Regions from separate parts of the Columba livia genome. Here region 2 is linked to region 1. Evidence: chromatin contacts called from public Hi-C data. All regions are on one chromosome and are shown on one strand. Each heading gives the region's core, a stretch centred on a gene start, on an enhancer-like site or on the middle of the called end of the contact. The rest is flanking DNA. Distances are from core to core; before and after follow the strand shown.

Region 1 (6,742 bases), core at 1,720-4,219:
GCAGCTCCCTGCTTTAATGCTGGGTCATGTGCTACTTCAAGGCATTTGCATCTAATTAGTGTTACATATAACTAAGTGTGGAGCTCTGGCTTTAGAGAGTGTACTGGTATCTCCTCCTTCTTCCAGGAAAATAAATCTGGCCTGACAGGAGGTCCTACACTAAAACAGGGGACGACAGTCTGAGCCGAGCTGCCCCTCTTCCCCGTGGGCCTGTCCCGCTGGCCGGACCACGTTCCAACCACTGCACAGACGGTCCTGCTGCTTTCCCGGGTGCTGGGTTCTGTAGGAACATGGCCCAGGAAGATGACGACAGATCCCGTGGCACTTAACGGTGTCCTCTCTGGATCCCGCAGGTGAAGCTGATCGACTACATCCACAGGCAGCGGCAGTGCAAGCTGAGCGTGCCCCTGACCGACCGCACCGCGGAGCTCAACAGCTACCCGAGGTTCCACGACTGGCTGGACATCGTCAACGTGAGGAAGGAGGTTGTGCAGGTAAGGGGAGGACAGCACTCCACACAGATGCGGCCCGACACCATAACTTCAGCACTTACTTTTAGATAATAATAATAATAATACTGTACTGTACTATAGTCTGGGTCCAGTACTGGCCAAAAAAAGACCAAGAGTTACAATTTTGTGCACTGACATATCCAACAAATGGACAGACATGTTGAGTTGCTACAGCCTAGCGTTTTCTTACTTCTAAAAGTGTACATGCCACAATTATAAATTAGCGAAGATCCAAAAATAGCCAGTAGCACTGTGTCCATCTAAACTTAGACTAACAAAAGGGGTCGGAGTTTAGGGGTTTGTCCCAGAGTCGCGGCTGCGGAGCCTCACGCCGCACGCAGACCGCACAGCCCAGCAGACTGCACCCAGTGGCGGGCAGGTGGGCTTGGATCTGGATTTCGGCTGGGCGGGAGTCTGTGCTCAGAAACAAGGGAGATTTGTTCATTTTATACACTCCCCTCCTTCCCCCTCGGGTAGCGTCTCTGGTTGAAACCGATCCCAAAGCGCATGGCATCGGTGTCAAAGAATGCAGTGAATAACTGCTGTGGCGGGCTGTGGTGGTCGGCGTCAGCTGTTCACACTTGCAGACCACGGCTCCTTCTGATCCTTACAGTTTAATTCTTTACACGCAGATCGCTGCAAGCCTTGTTACTGCACAGAATGAGCTGACGCTTGTGCTGGAATAAAACAGACCAGATAAGCCGTGGCCCTGGCTCTTCTCTCTGACAATTTTTTGGGTTGGTTGGGGTTATTTTTGTTTGGTTGGTTTTTTTGGAAGCGGGGCCTGAAGTCCCAGCCACGTTCAGGTGGCCGCAGGGCGCGCCGGGCACTGACGGGACGTTGTTCCCTTGCTCTGGACTGTGTGTGGCTTCCCTGTGCTCTCTGGATGGGAGACAGCTCCATCCAGGGTGGCGTTAACGGCAGCACGAGTAGAGCTCAGCCCACTGGTGGCTAAACAAAGCAGAAAAGGCTTTTTCCATTCTTTTTCCCCCTTTTGGCCCCGCAGGGTGATCACAGAGTTCTCACACAGTGTCCTTTGATCCTTACACAAGCAACAAGTTTCTTTAACTTCAGCAGGAATCCACCCAGTTGAAAAATTCAGCAGATTTTCATGGAAGTAACGCCAGCTTGGTCCTGATGCAGCTGAGCAGACTGGGGTGGAATGGGTTGAGGACCAAGCTGTTCCTTTTATTTACTACTATTTATGGTGAACGCGATGCTGCCGTCAGCCCTGCAGGCTTTGGGTGGCGCAGCTAAAGGTGCAGCAGTGACAGGAGAACAGAAAAGTGGTTGCTGTGGCCAAACTGCCGGGCTCACAACTATTGTTGGTTTCTAAGGTTACTGGAATTGCCTGAGCCTAGAAGAATGTCTTTGTAGCTCTTTTCAAATCCTCGGTGCTGCGGCGCGGGGGAAGGGAGGAGGCGCAGGGCGCTGCACCGTCCAGCGGGCGCAGGAGCAGCGAGCGGGCGCTGCCCCGGGCTGGTGTCACCACAGGGGCGGACGAGCTCGGGTTTGGTCTGAGGCAGTAAGAACATATTCCGACAGCTGATTATTTCATTCATGCTCTCTTGCTGCCCTCTCCCAGTCAGTGACCAGTGTAATGAACTATATTCCCTCTGTTCTCTGGGACAGAAATATGAGGTGTACAAAGCATTTAAATTCCTCTGTGATTCTGAATGTATGGATGTTTTTTAGAAGTTCCGCTCCTATTTCACGCAGCTGCGGGCAGCTTCTGCAGCATTTAGAGTAGCTGCACAGGATGGGGTCGTTCAAATTGTTTTTGAGTAGGCACGTTGGAACAGGCTGTAATCTGGGGAAATGGAAATAGCAGGGCTAATAAACCTGCTGCTCTGCTCTTGCAGTGATATTTGTGTGTGTGTGTCCTGTTATTTCACTGCTTAGCAAATAGCAACGCAGCCCCTGTTGATGCTCGGACACCAGCACAGTGCAGGGGACGAGTTGTCTGTCAGAACTGTTACAGGTGTCATGGGCTCATTCCTGCTGCTGCTCGGATTTTATACAGCATGCGAACCGCGGTGCAGCTGTACGCTTTCAGAATGGAACTCTCTGACAGAAGGAGCTTTGATAGGTTAGTTATTAGGAAATACATAATGTTTTCCCATAGTGCACACTGCCTGTGACATGAGGGGCGGTTCAGGAGCCCTGGCAGGGATGGCTGAGTGGGTCGGACAGTGGCAGCGGGGATGCTTGAGTCCCATCTGCTTCCGTGGCTGTCAGACAACATGCACTGGGGAGTGACTTTCCATCTCCAGGACACTGTTAGCTCACTGTAAACCTGGAACAGCCATACTGGGGTTCCTTCTCAGTGCATCCAAACGTGTTACACAGAAGCAGCAGCCCTGCAGTGTTGTGATGTGTATTCACGCTGGGCACGGGCCGCTCTTCTGGGGGTTGGAGGCTGGTTGGAGAAGGTGCGAAGGGCTGGGGAGCATTGGGGGCAGCGGGTCCGTGATCCCCAGGGCATTTCCAGTGCTGCTGGAGGGAGCACCAAGACTCTGCTAATCTGTGACATAACACCTTTGAAAAACAGCCTAATTGCGAGCAGTTCGTTAGCGGGGTTAGCGGAACAATGCTCTTTTTCTCTCTCTCTTCCCCTCCCCTCTCTCCCCCAGTCCTCTCCCAAATAAAGCTGCCACGCAGGGAGGGACAGCAGCTCCGGGCTCCCCTGTCAGAAATAGAGCACCGGCTCTAATTTAGAGTATCTGCTGACTCCTCTAGTCCAGAGCAAACACTATTTTTGCTCAGTGACTTGCTCTAGACATTGTGAAGCTTGAAAGCTCTTGCTGTTACAATTGCTGTCTTGTCAGGATCCTTTCTTTCTTTGAAAACCTTTATTTAAAACAAGAATAATGACTGCTTGTAAAATCCTTTAGTTCTGGGAGAGATTATAGTAACAACAATGCACTGTTTATGGCGCTGGGCAGCAGCGAAAGCTCCCGCGGACGTGGACAGGAGTCAGCCGGTGGTGCTGCGCAGCGTGAGGGGGCTGTGGTGCGCGGAGCTGGCGGAGCTGGAGGTAGGTGCTGAGCACGAGTGCGTTCGGGATCCTGTTTGCTCTCCGCGAACACGCAGTTCCGAGGGGTGAGGAAACTTTGAACCCCCACCCCAAGTGGTGCTATTTCTGTTTCTTTGTTATTGTTCCTCTAATCAGTTGCCAGACAGATTTTTATCACAGCAAAGGTGGCTAGTGTGGAGCGGGCTCTGCTCTGGAGCTGGGCTGGCATTGTTCTGTAACTTTCTTTATAAGTGTTTTTCTAGGAAATGCTGGAGCCCTTGTTGCTGGCATAGAATCCTAGAGATCGATTAGCACTGTGTACATGGAGTTTAATACCGTAAATGATGCATAAATGGTTAAGTATTGTGGGCTGAAACTAGGGAAAGGGATACCCGAACTAAGAACTACAAGAGGTAGGACAAGGAACCATAGACACAAGACATCCATCAGCTCTGCAGTGGTCTCGGGTGGATTGTCCTGCCCCCCTTGAGAGCTGGAGTCAGGAGCTGGGGGAGAAGGAGGGGAAGGCGCTGTGAACAGAGCACTGTCCTGGGCTGATGGGAGAGGGCTCTTGATACTTACTGGGTTCTGGGCTTGAGGCTCGTCTACCAGAAAAAATGGGTTAAAAATCTCTGTTGGCTTATCTTCTTTAGCACAGGAAAAATTCCTCTTTGCCTTTACTGTTGTTTTTCCCAGAAACATAATTATTGTATTTGTTCCCACATATAACTTGTCACCATCTTAAAAAGTAACTTAAGAACACAGTCATCATCGTCTGGAACGTGTCAGAGCCAGCCCTGCTCCCCGTGCAGCAGGGGTTCCAGTCAATCACGCCCGGGAGGCTGTTTTTAGAGCCCCCCGACCCCTGCCCGGCGCGGCTGCGGTGGCAGAGCTTCGCCACCACGGGCCGTGGGAGCAGGTGCCACAGGCCTGTGCTTGGTCTGCTTTACACCCCTTCCATTGGAGGAAGGTATCTGACTCCTCATGTGTGTATATATGTATATTTTAATACCTCCCGTCTGCTTGTGAAACTTGTCTCATTCCCCATTTAGCATTTATGCCCAAGACCTGCTGTGCTGTGGGCAGCGGAGCACGGGCAGCGCTGGGCACCCGGGGAGCGGAGCAGGAGGGGCTGGTGCCCTCAGCAGGGACAGTCTGTGCGGTGTCCTGCTGTCCCCGTGCAGATCCGCAGAGCGTGCGGCGTGGGCGTTGGGCTGAGCCCGAGCAGATGGGTGTGCGGCGTGGACGGGACCCAGCTGGCAGCAGATCCCGCTGGGGAGCGGGTGCAGGAGTGCGGGTTTAGGTGTGGGCTGGGGCGCGGCAGAGGCAGACCTGCCCACGCCTATGGGCTTTCCACAGCTGTACCCCCTCGTCTTTTGTGTCGGCATGCCTCCAGGAACAGACCGGGAGGGTCCCGGTGGACAGCAGGATGACCATAAAATCTCCAGAAATTTAACAGTACAACAATTTTTCAGTACGTTCTTCACTGGATGCCAGAAAACCAGAGCAAAATAACAACTAGCCGGCACAAGATGTTCTGAAGAGCATCCTTACACGCTTTGCTTAGAGCTATCAGTGGGAATTTAAGCGCCTTATGTAATGGGCTTTCTTGCATCTGCAGCTTTACGGGAGGATGGTTGGGAGGGAACGTGTTGGTTTACGAGGGGGCGTTCGGGGCCCGGCTGCGGGAAGAGCGGCCGTGCCCGCCGGTGCGGGAGCAGAGAGCAGCAGCATTAGCGCCATAGGCTTATCTGCAGGGAGAAATCTTTACCAAAAATAACCCATCCGCTGTGCTAGATACCGGCATTTTTGTCATGTTTCAGGGATTTAAGTTGGACACCAGACAAGATTAAAGACCTTTTTATGTTATGGTGAACTCTTCACCTCCACTAATTGCGACTAACCTTTGGATGGCTTCTTGGATGCACTCTGGTTTACTCTTCTCTTGTTTAAGCATGTCCCATGAAGTGCAGAGTCCGGATGGCTGATAGCGGGAAGGCTTTGTGGAAATGGCCTCTTATCTGTAATAGAGAGGAAAAATTTCTGGTTTGGGCTTTTTAGCATCACTTCTGCTGAGCGATGTGCGGTGAGTAAGGCTTTGACTGTTGGTGGCAGTTTTGAGGTACCGAAAATTGAAAGCAGGTTCTTTCTCCTGCTCCTTTTTTAATCTGACCTTATTACTAGAGTTGTGTCTGAATATCCGTCTGTAGCCAAGGCAAGCTGTGCCCAGGGCGGTGCTCCTTAGCGTGGCCCCAATGCGGGCCTTTGAGCTGCATGTTTTTTTGAGATGCACTTTTTAAAAGCTGCATTATTTTGAAGCCGCAGCATCCGCGAGGAAGCGGGTGCAGGAGGGTCTGGCCCGCAGGGCGGGTGCTGAGCTGGGGAGCTCCAGCCGCGGTAGGAGCCGTCGTGAACCAGTGACCCTCGTCACCGCCACGCTGGCAGGGCTGACACACATAAACCACGTCAGGCCAGTCTCGCAGGGATCAGGTTGACCAGTTTTATATTAAGCCACCACATATGTGTAGCACATGAGTGGCTGTTTAGAGAAAGCCTCTTACTTCCCCTCCCTCCCCGCCCCCCAAGGCTTATTTCTTTTGTCGGGTGTCATGGGGGCTGGCAGCAGGTTCACAAAGTCTGAGCTCTCCCAGCTCAAGGTCATTGGGATTGTTTAAATGTAATCCCCTTTTCTGTACTTATACTTTCCTACAACTTGCTGTTCTGCCTTTCTAAAATTAAACTGTGGAGCACAAGAGCGTACGGGAGCTGGGGCGCAGGCCGGGCCGCGGGCGGGGGCTGAGCCGGCTGCACCGGCACAGCCACCAGAGCTCGGTCGGGGTGCGCTCACACGGTCAGTTCTGCCTTACTGACAGAAATCGAAGCACACACTCACTGTGTAGACTAAGTTTTGTCAGTCCAGAGGCCTAACAGCCCTTTTCTTACTCCACTGAGGACTGACGGAGCAGGTTCAAGGCTCCTGCGGAAGGTGCGGTGTCACCTGCCCCGGGTACTGTCGTGCTCCATCTTCGGACTGACTCTCACAGGTACCCACTGACCTGCCCTCCTTGGAAAGGAGGACGGACAGAAGAGAACCCAACTGCATCCCGGCTGCTCGAGACGGCACCGGCTTTGCTTTCCCGAGGAGATCTGGGTCTCTGCCACTTTACTGATTGACTTGCTAATAGCTCTAATAAGTTACTGGTTACGTTTCTGT
Region 2 (6,742 bases), core at 1,780-4,279, 70 kb before region 1:
TTTCATAATCACTTAAGTCACCAGAAGTTTATACAGGATTAATGCCTTTCATTATATCTGATAGTTTTAAACCGGACTAGATTTAAACGGTTTAGGCAGTAAGGCTTTTCTGACTATACTTACAACTATTTCACTGCTGTACCAGCCCCCCCAGGATTTCAGGTTGGAAGGCATTTAAACACAGTAGGAAAACACAGGACCTAAACTTGTAAGTGAATATTTCCACAGGAAAAAAGAGGAGATTTTGTTTCCCAAAGACCTGCTTACACCTCAAACCACAGAGCGTTCCACCAAACACAGCGCAGCCGGTTCCGCACCCGCCGCTGCCGTTCTGACAACACGCAGAACCCAGCCAGGAGACCCCACGTGGGCCGGCCACGCGGGACCAGCGCACGCAGCCCTGCCCCGGCGCCGCGGCCACGCCAAGGCACATCTGGGTTAAAGCGGCATTTCGAACAATAAACAAGAGCAGACTGGTTCGCACTGATTTGCTTGTTCTCAATACACATCAGCATCCTCTCCAAAACGCACCAGCACCACCGCAACAACCTGCGTCAGCTCAGTACTGCTTTAGGAAGTGTGAACTTGATGCTCAAATGAGCGGCCTGGAATGTAACGAAGAGATGAGTTAATAACCACCCAACTAATGACACAAACGCAAAGAGTTGCAAGAAGCACATAAACACCGCACTGACGGACCAGGCAGCGCGGTGACGGTGCCACGGAGCCTGGAGCTCGGGGGTTCAACAACAGCCCCCCCTCCGGCGGGCCCAGCACCGGCACAGCAGGACAGGCCCACAAAATGATGTGTTAGAAGCAAAGAAACAAAACCAAGACCCCCGAGCTGAAATTGATAATTGAGAGAGAAAACTTCTCACAGAAAAGTAGAAATTGATGTCTCCTCCTTGCTTTACTGCTTCATTCACTTGATGATACAGTATTAAATTAAAAAATGCACTGGTTAAACAAAAATACTCAATAAACTCTTCCAAATGTTGTAAATAGCACCTATCGCACAAGCTACACTATGACCAGAACAGTCAATACCACAACTGACGTATATCATCGTGCAACTTCAGTATTTTTGCAGCCCCACAATCAGAACAGGTTTCTTCCTGCCGGCAGGGGATTCCTCCCGTGCACCTTCTGTTATTATCCTGGAAAACGCATGGAAAAATAATTCTATTTAAAAAGTTGAAGTTCTTAACTCCTACCAGCTGCTGGCAAGCCCAGTTCCACACATCCATAACAGAGCAAAGGACAAAGCCGGGGGCCTTTTAACACCACTACACAGAGCAGCATTTTCTCGCATTATTGGGAGCATAATCAGTACCATGCTTCTTCAGCTTACGGAAAAAATGATCTATGACTCAAGATAAGGGGGGGGGAATAAGTTAACTATGCAAATACGCCTAAAATGTATTGGAAAAATCTGCATCATTTTAATGTTGAAAGACAAAGTCTTATATTTTCCTTTTTTAAACAAACTTCATTTCAAGCAGCTTTAATGTAAAAAGGAATAGTTTGTTTCTATTCAACCAGGCCATGATCTTTCCCAAACACCACTGAGAGGGACAGATGACTACGAGGCAGGTGAACAAAACTCAGTCTACAGAACCAGGTTCATGTTTCGATGGACACGACAGCGAGCGGGTCTCAGAGCTGCGTCCTGTGTGCACAAAGGCCGTGCACAGGACAGCAAACGGAGCCAGATCACACCCAGACTGAGCCCCCAGCCCAGACCAGCGCAGCCCCCGCCAGGAACGCACCTGGGAGTGGAACAGACCCCACGCACCGAGCTCGGCCCTGCGAGAGGAACGGACCCCACGCACCGAGCTCGGCCCTGGGAGTGGAACGGACCCCACGCACCGAGCTCGGCCCTGGGAGTGGAACAGACCCCACGCACCGAGCTCGGCCCTGGGAGCGGAACGGACCCCACGCGCCGAGCTCGGCCCTGGGAGAAGAACGGACCCCACGCGCCGAGCTCGGCCCTGGGAGCGGAACGGACCCCACGCGCCGAGCCCGGTCCCGCTGAGACACTCACACCACCCAACCCCAGCAAGCGGTTTCTGCACGTGGACCAGTGAAACACAAAGTCAAAGGCCAACAAATCCCTCCTCCTTCCATTCAGAAAACTCATCTCCAAACTCCTTTTATAAAGGGAAGCAAATATCAATCGCTATAACATGATTGGCTAAAAATGCCTCTTCACCCCGCAGCACCGTGCCCCAGTGATGTGGATGAGGTTCCACACTGACATCCACCGTCATGTCACGGGGAGCAGGGCCGGATGGACCGAGCAGCTCCACGCAGTCCTCCTCACACTCACTCCTGAGGCTTCACCTCCTTTCTGATGAACAAGATGATGTAAAGTGAGTAAGTGAATTTCACAGGAATGTCTAGGAAAAGCAAACACACATTTGGAAGAGGCGGGGGAGCAGGAGTGAAGAGGAACCAGGCACAGCACCCCGCTCCCTGCGCAGAAGAGACCCATCGCCCCGAGCGGACGGGCACAGGGCGGCCCCTCGGCACCCACAGGACCGCGGGGCAGCGGCAGCGCGGCCGGAGCGGCCACCGGCCCGGCGGGCAGCAGCGGCCCCGCCCGGCCTGCCCAGCACCGCGGCCCTGGAGCCGCCGCCGGCCGGGGCTGAGCGGACCCGCCGGGCCGGGCAACGCGGCCCAGCAACCGCGGCCCCGGCACGGCCAGAGGCGGGCGGCAGCGCTCCCCCCGCCGCCCGGGGCAGCCTCCCCCGCCCAGCCCGCCCCGCGCCGCCGCCGGCCCCACCTCCGGCTGCCCCCGCTACCTGCTCATCGAAGCGGTTCACCACGGCCTGCACCCACTCCACCGGCTTGTGGGCCGCCATGTCCCCCGCCGGCCCGGCCAGGGAGGGGGGCGGATCCCCGCAGGGCGGGCGGCAGGAGAGGCGCCGGCAGAGGGAGCGGCTCCGTATCCCTGGCGCCCCGGGGCCCTCAGCTGCCCGCAGCCATCAGCGCGCAGGGCCCGCCATGACACCACACCGGAAGGGAGCGCAGCCGCCCCCGCCCGCCCGAGCGCAGCGCCGCGCCCGCCGCGCCAGGGGGAGCGCCGACACACCAGCGGCGGCGCCGGGGACGCGCCGCGCCTGCGCGGCCGGGGGGCGGGGCCACACCGCGCCTGCGCTCCCTGCCCCGCCCGCGCCGCGGCTGCGGCTGCGCGGCCAGGGGCGTGGCGGGAGGCGGGGCCTTTTGCGCGTGCGCCGTCCGCGGGGCGGGGCGTGAGGGGCGGAGCCTGAGGGGTGGGGCCCGAGGGGCGGGGCTTGGCGTTGCCCGCGGGTTCCGCGAAGCGCCGCAATAGTACGAACTGTATCTATGCAATAGCTGCGGTAACCCACGAGGTCATGTGTCATCTGCAGTTCCGGTACCGCACACCGACTGGAGGGTAGAGCTGTACTTTAGCTTTATAATTAAAAAAAAGTTCTTTAATAAATTAGTTTAATAAATGAGTTTATTGAATGGCTTCTGCTACATCTGGAGGCTTCTCTGCGGAGATCCAGCAGTAACTGAAAACACACAGCATATCGCACACAAAGTGTCCCCAGCACCCAGGCAGCGCTTTGCTCTGTGCCTGAGCAGCAGGATCCGCCATCGCAAACACCCGTTTCCTTGGGGAACGTTCGTTAGTTTTGTCTGCGGGTGGACAGGAGCACAAACCCGCGTCCTTCCGCGCAGAGTCACGGGAAAGTTCCGGCAATTTAAACAAAGGTGCAACCCGAGGAGAGAGCTGAGCACAGGACTGGAAGCTGGCAAACGCGCAGGGAAGAAGTGCAGAAGAAAAGGGACTGTGTTACTGCACCCGCAGGGGCCTCGGCCTGGGCACCCTCGTGTCCTCAGAACGCGTTGTTGTCACCAGCAGCAGCAACATGAAATCTACTCTGCAGTGTGTATTCCGTCCCTGTAAGTAACAAACACTGCAAGTCCTGCAATTCGGATTTACACTATGAACAACTCCATTTCATCCTAGCAACAAACTCAGGAACTCGGTTCTCAGCAAAAATTTTAGGAGGCACATGTCTTATAAAACCATGAAAATAAATTGCAAATATTTTATGTAAGAAAAAACAACTAAGCGGTTGAAGAACAAATAGGAGGTTTCTGTCCGTACCACTTGTGGTACCTTTCAGGAAATGCAAAAAGCATTCTGATTTATACAAACTACAAAGTCTAATGTTGGGCTGTTAAGTGCACTGAATTTTGTATTATCCATTTGCTGTGGCGCAGAGGCTATTGATCCCTCTGCATTAGAGCGCATTACAAGGGGCAGCGTGAATGTGCTTCAGAAAGATTTTTAAAGCTAAATGTTGTCTGGAGTCCTAGAAAAGACTTCTGGTGCATCCGTTGTACGTACTCATACTACATGATACGTGGCTGTACGTGGTTAATTACCAAACTCCCAGCTGAGCTGGGTGGCCAATGGAGCGGGTCCCTGAACCTCCGTGTCTGTGCGCACGGGGGCTCGGCCGCCCGGGCCCAGCGCAGCGCCGTGTGTGACACAGCCGCTCAGAAACACCCCTTGTTCTCCCCAGCGCTGCCCTCGCACCGGAACCGGCACCGAGCAACGTCCTCCGGGCTCTGCCGCGCGGTGTCCGAGCCAGAGCCCGCGGGAGCAGGCGCTTCACTGCGCTCAGCACCCACAGCTGCTCGTGTTCCCCAGCGTCTCACTGCTCGTGTTCCCCAGCGTCTCACTGCTCGTGTTCCCCAGCGTCTCACTGCTCACATTCCCCAGCATTCGCCAAACACCCCAGCAGTGTCTGAAATATGCTAAGTGATACTTTTCAGTTTCTGTTGATCAGCTTTGGTCCGGAAACCTTCCACAACGTGCAGAGGCGTTCCTGGGTGAGGTGCATGTTTGGTTTCAGCTCCTGCTGGATGGGGTAGTGTTCTGGAGGAAACTGGGATTAGCGTAAAAATATTTTCTCACTGTACTTAAGTGAAGCTAAACAAACAAACTTCAGTAAACGAGGAAGGACGGGAGGGAAGGAAGGACCTGCCGAGCTTGCGGTGGGGGGTCACTGGGCATCTCCCGAGCCCTTAGGCCGGCTTTAAATGCAGGGAGGGGGTGGCCCAGGGGCAGAGCCCCCAGTGCAGTGACCCCGCACCCCCGGTCTGGGTCAGAGCCCCCAGTGCAGTGACCCCGCACCCCCGGTCTGGGTCAGAGCCCCCAGTGCAGTGACCCCGCACCCCCGGTCTGGGTCAGAGCCCCCAGTGCAGTGACCCCGCACCCCGGGCGCGCAGGGGACGCTGCTCCGGCAGTTTCGCCCATTAGAGGGCAGGAGAGGCCACCAAAATCCCTCACATTTGCACTCTTCGTGTTAATAACTAGAGGGGAAAACAGCCCGTGCTTCTTTCTGTCCGATAAATGAGCGGTGGTTTTGTGTTCTTTGCATTCTTTCCATCTCGCTGACTCACCTGTAACAGGCTGGATACATTTCAAAACGTGAAGAAGCTTTTTCTAAAAGATGAAGCCACAGATTCTCTTTTGTGTTCTCTGCCTCCCAGCTCCTCCCGGACTGCAATCGATCTGTCAAACATGAGCAGAGCAAAGCGAATGATCCGACTAGATTAACAGTCGTCACTGAATGATGGATTATACTTTGGAGAAATTAGAGATTTTATACAAAATATTCACACCGGAACTTTATCCTGGAAAGTGTAATCAGCAAAGGATAATTACAACAGTAGCGCGTTGTTCCACACAATCAACTTCTAAATGCAAATATTTCTGTTCCGGTAGAAATCTCATTTGGATGCAAAACACCAGGAGTTTAATCCCTGATACTTGATCTGACACAAAGAAACGGTCCGTTATCAAGATGTCACCGAAGCTCAGGCGTCCTACGGAACGGAAGGCACGGGGGTTTCTGCAGCGGCGGCTCTGCCACGGGAGGGAGGGACAAGGTTCCACCGCGGAGCACATGAGCTTCCCCCACCTTCATCCCCCAATGGAACTGCACTTGAAATGTTTTGCCGTGTTAGACCGGCAGAATCACAGACTTCATCTTTTCCTTCCATATACGTAAATAGGTGCGCTGCTATACAATTCTGTTTCTGTTCTGAAGAGCAAAAATACCATGCAGTCCTGTGCACGTGCACAGCCGCGCGGCTCTATCTTCATCAGAACTGGCACTGGCACATTGATCTCATTAAAATTAAAAAAAATACACCCTTTCTTAACACAGCCATGGTGGCACAACCTTCAAGTCTAGACCAAAAGGGCACTGACTGAGCTGTCTCGTGAGACAGGAGGCTTTATCACACTAGCATGGAAGAGATCCTAACTGCAGTTTAAAGATTAGGAGCTGCACAGAAAGAAATCGGGCATGAGTAAGTGTCCACGTGGCGGTTCATCGCCCTCACAGCGGAGTTGTGCAACCCGCAGCCTTTAAAACCCCAGTGACCAGAGCCCTGCCAGAGCCCTGCGGAGCCAGCGCTGCGGGCAGACAGAATGTGCAGCTGCAATCACCTTTGTTCTGCAGCCGATCAGTCCCTATAGGTCCCAACACATACATCTCACTCCCCCGTCACCAGAATGACATCTGACAAAAAGTCATGCTCCCCTAAAACCCTGCTGAGCTATTTATTAGACATTTTCTGTACAACCTGTGACTTCAAGAGAGATAGAACTAGAAATCTCATCAGTCTCATTTGGGAAACATTTATAAATAGTACAAAATAGACAGTAATTACAGGTGAAGCCATACCTGTG

The links. Hi-C and Micro-C count contacts between places; a contact is called where the count stands out from the background.
Region 2: a Hi-C map of crop shows a contact between it and region 1, with 3 times the contacts expected there. The contact joins the promoter of NF1 here to the enhancer-like site in region 1. A contact is called at or near these places in 2 of 2 Hi-C or Micro-C datasets (crop and liver).

Annotation. Positions count from the first base shown.
Region 1 is chr20:782,043-788,784 of bColLiv1.pat.W.v2, reverse strand. KSR1 (kinase suppressor of ras 1) reads left to right here. Exons shown (of 20, transcript XM_065036650.1): 2 at 354-494. Among named protein-coding and RNA genes, the nearest start is that of KSR1, 31 kb to the left of the region's middle. Within about 2 kb of position 2,969, at least 1 of the 3 cell types and tissues checked has an H3K27ac peak away from gene starts, as active enhancers do.
Region 2 is chr20:852,343-859,084 of bColLiv1.pat.W.v2, reverse strand. It overlaps NF1 (neurofibromin 1), which reads right to left and starts at 3,029. Exons shown (of 58, transcript XM_065036651.1): 1 at 2,805-3,029. The coding sequence starts at 2,864. LOC102086107 reads right to left here. Exons shown (of 5, transcript XR_010467305.1): 3 at 6,738-6,742; 4 at 5,446-5,557; 5 at 3,467-4,928.